2 separate regions of the Rattus norvegicus genome follow, and region 2 is linked to region 1. The links are chromatin contacts, called in public Hi-C maps. All regions are on one chromosome and are shown on one strand. The core of a region is the stretch at or near the end of the contact, and the rest is flanking DNA. Distances in the headings are between cores, read along the strand shown.

What was found. Hi-C and Micro-C count contacts between places; a contact is called where the count stands out from the background.
Region 2: a Hi-C map of liver shows a contact between it and region 1, with 1.9 times the contacts expected there. The contact joins the promoter of Bcl2l1 here to the enhancer-like site in region 1. A contact is called at or near these places in 7 of 12 Hi-C or Micro-C datasets (frontal cortex, kidney, liver and 3 more).

Annotation. Positions count from the first base shown.
Region 1 is chr3:161,725,952-161,729,608 of GRCr8, forward strand. All of the region lies in intron 2 of Bcl2l1 (Bcl2-like 1), which reads right to left. Among named protein-coding and RNA genes, the nearest start is that of Bcl2l1, 37 kb to the right of the region's middle. Within about 2 kb of position 1,795, at least 52 of the 93 cell types and tissues checked have an H3K27ac peak or open chromatin away from gene starts, as enhancers often do. A contact at or near this core is called in kidney and liver, where this site is marked.
Region 2 is chr3:161,763,203-161,766,859 of GRCr8, forward strand. Bcl2l1 (Bcl2-like 1) reads right to left here and starts at 1,573. Exons shown (of 3, transcript NM_001033670.1): 1 at 1,508-1,573; 2 at 1-48.

The DNA.
Region 1 (3,657 bases), core at 545-3,044:
TCATATACTTAATAAATAAACCTCAAAAACACCAGTGAAAGTGGTCCCATCACAGGGATCCTGCAAGGGCTACTGGGAAGAAGCAAGTAACTCATTTGGGTCCTTTCAGGGGCATCCATAAGGCTAAGTACCCCATGTGTATAGGTGGAGATCCAACATTCAGGGAGAACTGTTGCTGCAAAAGGGCCTGTCCCTCCTCTACCTAAAAGCCCAATGGCTGTTCCCCATCCTGAGGAATTGAGGGGAAGAGGACAGTGGCTCATCTATGAGTCAGGGCAAGCTTCCAAGTGGTCAGACCTTGCTCAAGCACTGTAGCCTCAACCTTTTCACCCTAGCACTGCCTCCAGCTAGTCCGGACAAGTCCGGGGTATTTTCAGCCACCTTTATCTGATTAGAAATGTTTCGAATTCCACTGGCAGAAGGCAACCAATCTGGAAGATTATGCAATGGGCACAAATCTCTAGAATGCCTTTCCCTTCTGCCCCTCCCCCCCCCATGTGAATGCATCCCATTCTCCAAGTATCTGAAACCTTAGAGGTCCTTGTGGGCCACACCCACCACAGCCCAGGTTCATCGTCCCCTCACCAAGCAGAGCTACAGGCTGCAGACACTCAGAAGTGCCACTCAGAGGTGTGCTATTCAAGCATTGATACATACGTCACCACATGAAATCCAGAACAGCTATCCGCTTAGGTATATGGACTCCTAGTCCCCCTCCCAGAAAAGTCTTGTTATATAACCCAGGTTGGAGCTGAAATTTTGTCAGTTGGCCTCGAACACCTATTCCTTCTGCTTCAAGTGCTCAGAGAACAAGCACACAGTAAGTTCTTCTTTTTGCTGCCCCTTTCCACACCCTTAGGCTCAGAAGTTGGAGATGACTTGGAGGAAGAGATACCATACATATGCCCTCTGGTTCCCTCCACGTCTCAAGAGACAGTAAAGGAAGGACATATTGACTGTGCTCTGTTCCAACTTGCCTGCCCACCCATCATCCATCTGTACAGGGCCTCTTTGTAAGTGAGGCTGCCTGGAGTTACTCGCAGGAAGGTCCAGACCAGTGGGCCTGTTTATCTCTGGGCTTTCATTTATCCAATCCGTATTGCATCAGGTGTTGAACACTGAGGAACTGTGGACAAAGCAGTGGGCCAGTCAAAGTGCCCTGTGCCTGAGCCCCGAGCTTCCTCTGCCTAGGCCTAACGAATCTCCACAGGGAAGATGCTGAACCATGATTGTGCATGGGCTTTAAACTAGCTAGAGGGGCCAGGTGTGATACATGACTTTAATCCTAGTACCTAGGCAGAGGTAAGTGGATTTCTGTGAGTTCAAAGCCAGCCTGGTCTACACAGTGAGACACTGTCGCAACAAATGAACCAACCAAAACAATAACCAAACCAAGCCAAACAACAATAAAACAAAAACAACACAAAAACCAAACAAACCAAAACCCAAAAAACAACCAGACCTACAAAAAAGCAGTAAGTAGAGATGATTCACAGGGGCAGCCTTGTGGCCAAGCTTTGCCCCCAGAATGCAGCTAAAGAAAGAAGTAGTCTCAGGGAAGGTGTGGCTAGACAGAGCAGCAGAGTCTGCTTCAGGCCAGAAAAGCCATCCCAGTGCCAGGCAGAGCTGGCAGTGCTATGGAGAACAAAGGCCAGAGTGTGCCAGGCTTGAGGGGCCTAAGTGAGGCAGCATCGTGGGGGACGGGCACGCACAAACGTGTAGGTGAGGTCCATGGAGATCAGACAGCTGAGAGCAGAAATGAAAACAGGCTGGGTCCCAAAGGGCAGCAGCTTCAGCTCTGTAAACACCAGACAAGCGGAGGAGGGTTCAGGTGCAGGTCTGGGGACCCAGCTGAGCTCAGCAGGAGGATGGGACCTCCCCAGTCTTCCCCATCAGTGATGATGACACTAAGCTGAACAGAAGCCACAGACACGCCTGGGCAGAGCCATCTTCTCAGGCCCCACATTCCAGATGGTCTTTTCCGACCCTCTGCTTGATCCAGCCAGCCCCACCCACAAGCTCTGGAAGATCCTACCGTCTAGAGGGGGCATTCCCTTCCCTACCCGATGGGTCTCTGAGAACATGGTGGCTGCAGGTGCAGGGGCAAAGTCAGAGTTGCTGTAACTGCCAGGCCAGCAGTGCCTGACCTACATCTCCATGCTTGGTTGCATGAAAGAAAATACCAGGGCTTTCCGTTAGTGCTCACTAGATGCAGCTGGTTCAGGGAAGCCTGAACCTTTTGAAGGCCAGTTTAGAGTAGGGCAAGATGGCTGGCCTCCAATGTATGCTCTAGCTTTGGGGGAACTCTATAGATTTCAGAGATTAGAATCTTCCTTCTACCAAGGCCCCCACTAAAGTGTTCTTCTATTTCTAATATATTATCCTTATTAAGAAAACACCCCCCCACTGAGAGAGAGAGAGAGGGAGAGGGAGAGGGAGAGGGAGAGGGAGAGGGAGAGGGAGAGGGAGAGGGAGAGGGAGAGGGAGAGAGAGTGAGTGTTGAGAGAGTGTGTTAGTTAGAGTTAGCTCATTGCTTTTCTTATAGACCACTGACACTTAAAGAAGGGTTTTAGTTGTTCGGAAGAGAGGCACAAAACAATAAACCCACACACAGAGAAAGGAACAAACAAACAAACCTCAACAATTTAACAGTTCTGGCCAGGAGTGGCAACGTACACCCGTAACCCCAGCACCTGGAAGGTGGAGGCAGAAGACCAGAGAGAAGCTCAAAGTCATTCTCAGCTGCACAGCAAATTAGAAGCCAGCCAGCCGGGACTGGGTAAGACTCTGGTTTGTGGTAAGGACCTGGTCAAGAGACATGGTTTTCCTCTGTTCTAGAATGGTATCCCCAGCCACCATCATCTCAATTAGGTGGGCTTTACTGACATCCTTACATCAATAGAGCTCTCACTCTGTCACTCTGGTTCCAAAGCCCTAGAACCCTTCCCTGGGAATTCTGCTTCCCTTAAGGAAGTGGTGGGGTGTAAGGAAGAGACTGAGGTTTTATGTTAGAAGAGAAGATGTGGGCTGGAGAGATGGCTCAGCGGTTAAGAGCACTGACTGCTCTTCCGGACGTCCTGAGTTCAAATCCCAGCAACCACAGGGTGGCTCACAACCATCTGTAATGAGATCTGATGCCCTCTTCTAGAGTGTGTGTGTGTGTGTGTGTGTGTGTGTGTGTGTGTGTGTGTGTGTGTGTTCTTAAAAAAAAGAGGAAAAAAAGAAAAGGAAGAAAATATTCTATCTGGAGGCAATGAACTCATGAATCTTAGAGAAGAATCCACTGCCCCCACTTTACTTTTTTTTTTCTTTTTTTTTTCCCCCGGAGCTGGGGACCGAACCCAGGGCCTTGCACTTGCTAGGCAAACGCTCTACCACTGAGCTAAATCCCCAATCCCAGCCCCCACTTTACTAAATCAGTATAGTTCCTAGTTGCATTCTAAATAGTTATCCTTACACCCACCAGCATACCGCAGGATAACAACCCTCATCACAGAAACTTCTCTTTGCAGCAGATGGAAACCATTACAGAAAGTCATAGCTGGTGAAAATGTGGAGAACACTGACCACCGGGGTACACAGCCTCAACACATACATCCAAAAAACAACCCTACACCTAAGACCTGGGATTCATTGTGGAAGACTGTGTGGAAAGAT
Region 2 (3,657 bases), core at 323-2,822, 37 kb after region 1:
CTCTGTGTTTAGCGATTCTCTTCCAGGATCCAAAGCCAAGATAGGGTTCTGAAGAGAGAGAAAGAGCTTCAGGAGAAAATTTTAATATGCATGTCATTTACCTTACAAAATCCCCATTCCTCCCCCAGTTACCAGAATTGGTTTCTTTGTGGCTCTTATGAAGGTCTGAGTCCAGGTTCTAAGAGACTTCAATGAAGTCAAATTGAAAGGACCAGCAAGCTTTGAATTGTTTCATCAGCCTCTTTTTACTACAACCACCCACCCCCTTTTCTCCGAAATGCCTTTCTCCAAAAGTCACCCCCATTGGCACATCCCCACCACCACCACCTACATTCAAATCTATCTCCGGCGACAGAGAGCAGGTGCAGCCCCCGGAAGGTCTTTTGTATCATAGGTCGGGAGGAGGTGGTGGCTGGGTCGCCGGTAACTCAGCAAAAAACCCCGGTCCCGGCCGGGATCATGCGACCTGGTAGGCAGGCCAGAGGAATTGCGAAGCTTAGGAACCTGCCCCCTCGCTTGCTTCCTCCATCGCCCAGATCGAGGGCGGCCTCTCTGCTCCGCAGCCTCCAGCCACCCGGGAGCCCAACCCCCTCGCTCTAGCACGCCCCTTGGCTCTCGCCTCCTACTGGGAGCCAGGAGAACTCTCCCGGAGGTATGGGTTTAGTGTAATTTCCCCCCACCCCTCCTTTCTTTCTTTCTATTTAAGTACCAGCCCTGGATGAGGCTTCCGAAACCCTAAAGGGACTTCTCAGTGAATCTCAAGGTTTCGCGCAGGGACGCGGGGAGGGGGAGACGGCCTCGGATCTGCGATCTGATTTCGGAAAGACCACTCCCGGGCCTTTCCAAGAGGAGTAGGCTGGAGACCCCCCACAAACACCGCTAGTTGTCTTTGAATTCCCCAAAGGCTCTGGACATAGCACTGGGGGACTGCCAGGTCCTCCATTCCGCGCCCGGACACAATGGCCGCCGGCACCCCGCACAAAGACGGGGTGAGAGGGAGGCGCTGAGCCCCGCCACTGGCCAGGAAGAAGGGTTGAGGCTCCCACAGCGGAGACCTCGTTTTCTTGAGACCCGACCCAAGGCGGCCTCCTGGAGCCCCCTGCAGGGCTCCAGGACCGGAGGCCGCTACGCGTTGGAGCCCCGGGTGGGTGGGCTGAGGCCTCGCTTACTGCTCGCGCTCCCCTAGGCCGGGTACCCGCCGAGCCACCGCCCCGTTGCTAGGCAACCGCCCTCCCTCAGGGGCGCCCCCTAGACCTCTCTGGAAGGAGGGGTCTCGCCCCCGCGGCCCGCCCCAGCTTAGCCAATCCGCGGGTCGAGTCGGCACGGAAGCGGGACGGCCAAGGCTCCCATTGGGCGAAGCGCCTGTCAGGCACAGGGGAGGCGGCGCCCTCACCTGAGAGCCCAGCGAGCCGTGGGGGGCCACATCCCCCCTTCATCGGCCCAGTGGCTTCCAGATACGAGGGCGTTTTGCGGCTGGGAAGTACGCCGCGGACTTGGGTTGGCCTACCTGGCTGACTGCTCGTGCCGAATCTCCCGGAGAAGCCGGCCTCAGTTTCCCCTGAAGAGACCGGGGGAACTTGCAAGCGCAGTCACTTCCGGTGCCGCGGCAGCGCGCGCGAGCCCGAGACGCAAAAGGAGTGCGCGCCAGGAGGGACTGGCGTTGAGACGTGGGAGAGCAGCGCCCCCTGGCGAGCGATTTGAGGAAGCGCAGGCGCATGGAACGCTAATGGTTCACATTCCATCAATCTAGTTCCTTCATCCATCTATCCGTTTGTATACTACAGAAAAAGTGCTTTTTCCTGGGTGTCCGACATCGGACAGGTTTCCCAACTTGTGTATTTCCCCCCCTCACTTTACAAATAGACAGCAGCATTGACCTTTCATTGACTGTGTATCGATATTACTTGAAAAGTCTGAAGACTAGAAAGCCTTTGGATTGTTGAAGACGGTTATGAACGAGGCAAGGCAAGGTCTCTGTTTTTGTTTTTTGTTTTTCTTTTCCTTTTTTCGGAGCTGGGGACCGAACCCAGGCCTTGCGCTTGCTAGGCAAGCGCTCTACCACTGAGCTAAATCCCCAACCCCAAGGTCTCTGTTTTTATGAAGACTTATACCTTAGGGGTGGAGGCAATATCCAACTAGGAAAATACGCAAGGTAAACTCTAAGGGGAGAAAATCCTGACATTGTGATAATCATGGTGAAACGAGATTTGCTTTAGAGTGAATGAGTGAATGATCCTTTTAAAAATGCAAACCCCGGGGCTGGGGATTTAGCTCAGTGGTAGAGCGCTTACCTAGGAAGCGCAAGGCCCTGGGTTCGGTCCCCAGCTCCGAAAAAAAGAACCAAAAAAAAAAAAAAATGCAAACCCCGACTCTGGCTGGCCAGTGCAGTAGAAAGACATTTATTTACACCATCTCGAACTATGTAGCATATGTTTGTTTGTGAGCCCAGCCTTTAACAACTGAGCCACCTCTTCTGTCTCGCTATTATACACAGTTTTTGTGTTGCTGGGGATCAAACCCAGAGCTTTGTGCATGGTAGTCAGGCTTTCTACCGGATAACTCTAGCAGTAACTCAGTTTTTCAAAAGTTTATTTTATTTTGGGGTATGTGCACGTGAGTGTGGGTGTGTATGGGCCACCATGTTTATCTGGAGGTCTGAGGACAACTTTTAGGAGTAAATCGTGTTCAGGAGTGGAACTCCCATCCTCAGCTGGTGAGGCAAGTTCATTCTTCTTATACGGGGTCTAGTTATGTAGCTGTTTAACTTGGGCTGCCCTTGACCTTGAACTCATAGCAGCAGTTCAGCTTCTGTGGACTGAGAGCTACTGGGATCTCAGCCTCCTGGTGTGCAGATGTCCACAACGTACCACAGGCGCTCTCTTTTCTCTGCTGATTCCTGACTGTGGAACAACATGGCATCAGGAAGAAACTGCTCCTCCACACATCACCTGTCAGTCTGGAGATAGCAACTCACCGTCCTCCGAAGACGTGGCAGAATACACTGTTGGCCACAGAGTTCATTCCACCCTTTTAGGAAACCCCTTGACTGACTGTGTGGTGGAGAGCTGAGCCCGTGTGGGAGCGGACACACCAGAATTGTTTCAATCTCGTTATCTTCTCTGAGCCGCAGTCATCTCAGGTGGGTGTAATTAAACCAGCCGAAGGAGGCAGAGACTAAGAGAAATTAAGAAATTACCTGAAGTAAGAAAGATTGTGTGTGTGTAAGCAGGGGTGGCTATGAGACAAAAAAGAGAGGTGCTGGATCGGAATGGACCCAGGCTAGTCTAAATCCAAAGTCATGAACTGCTTTGGGATCTCTCTCGGGATCCAAATGGCGTGCGTGTGTGTGTGTGTGTGTGTGTGTGTGTGTGTGTGTGTGTGTGTCCTTCACCACTTCACCTCTGTTGGCCTCACGTGTTCCCCTGTTAGCAAAGAGAGCAGGCAGGTCTCCGGCTTTACTGCTATGGCCTGAAGGTTAAATGAGGGATAGGAGCTGTCCACCATCCTATAAAGATGCTTGCCCATTAGCCTGACCGCTGGACTTCCATCTTGGAATCCACATACTGAAAGGAGAGAACTAACTCCAAATTGTCCCCCCCCCCTCCAGCCCCTGATAAGGTGTATACATGCATGCTCGCACCCACGTATGCACGTGTT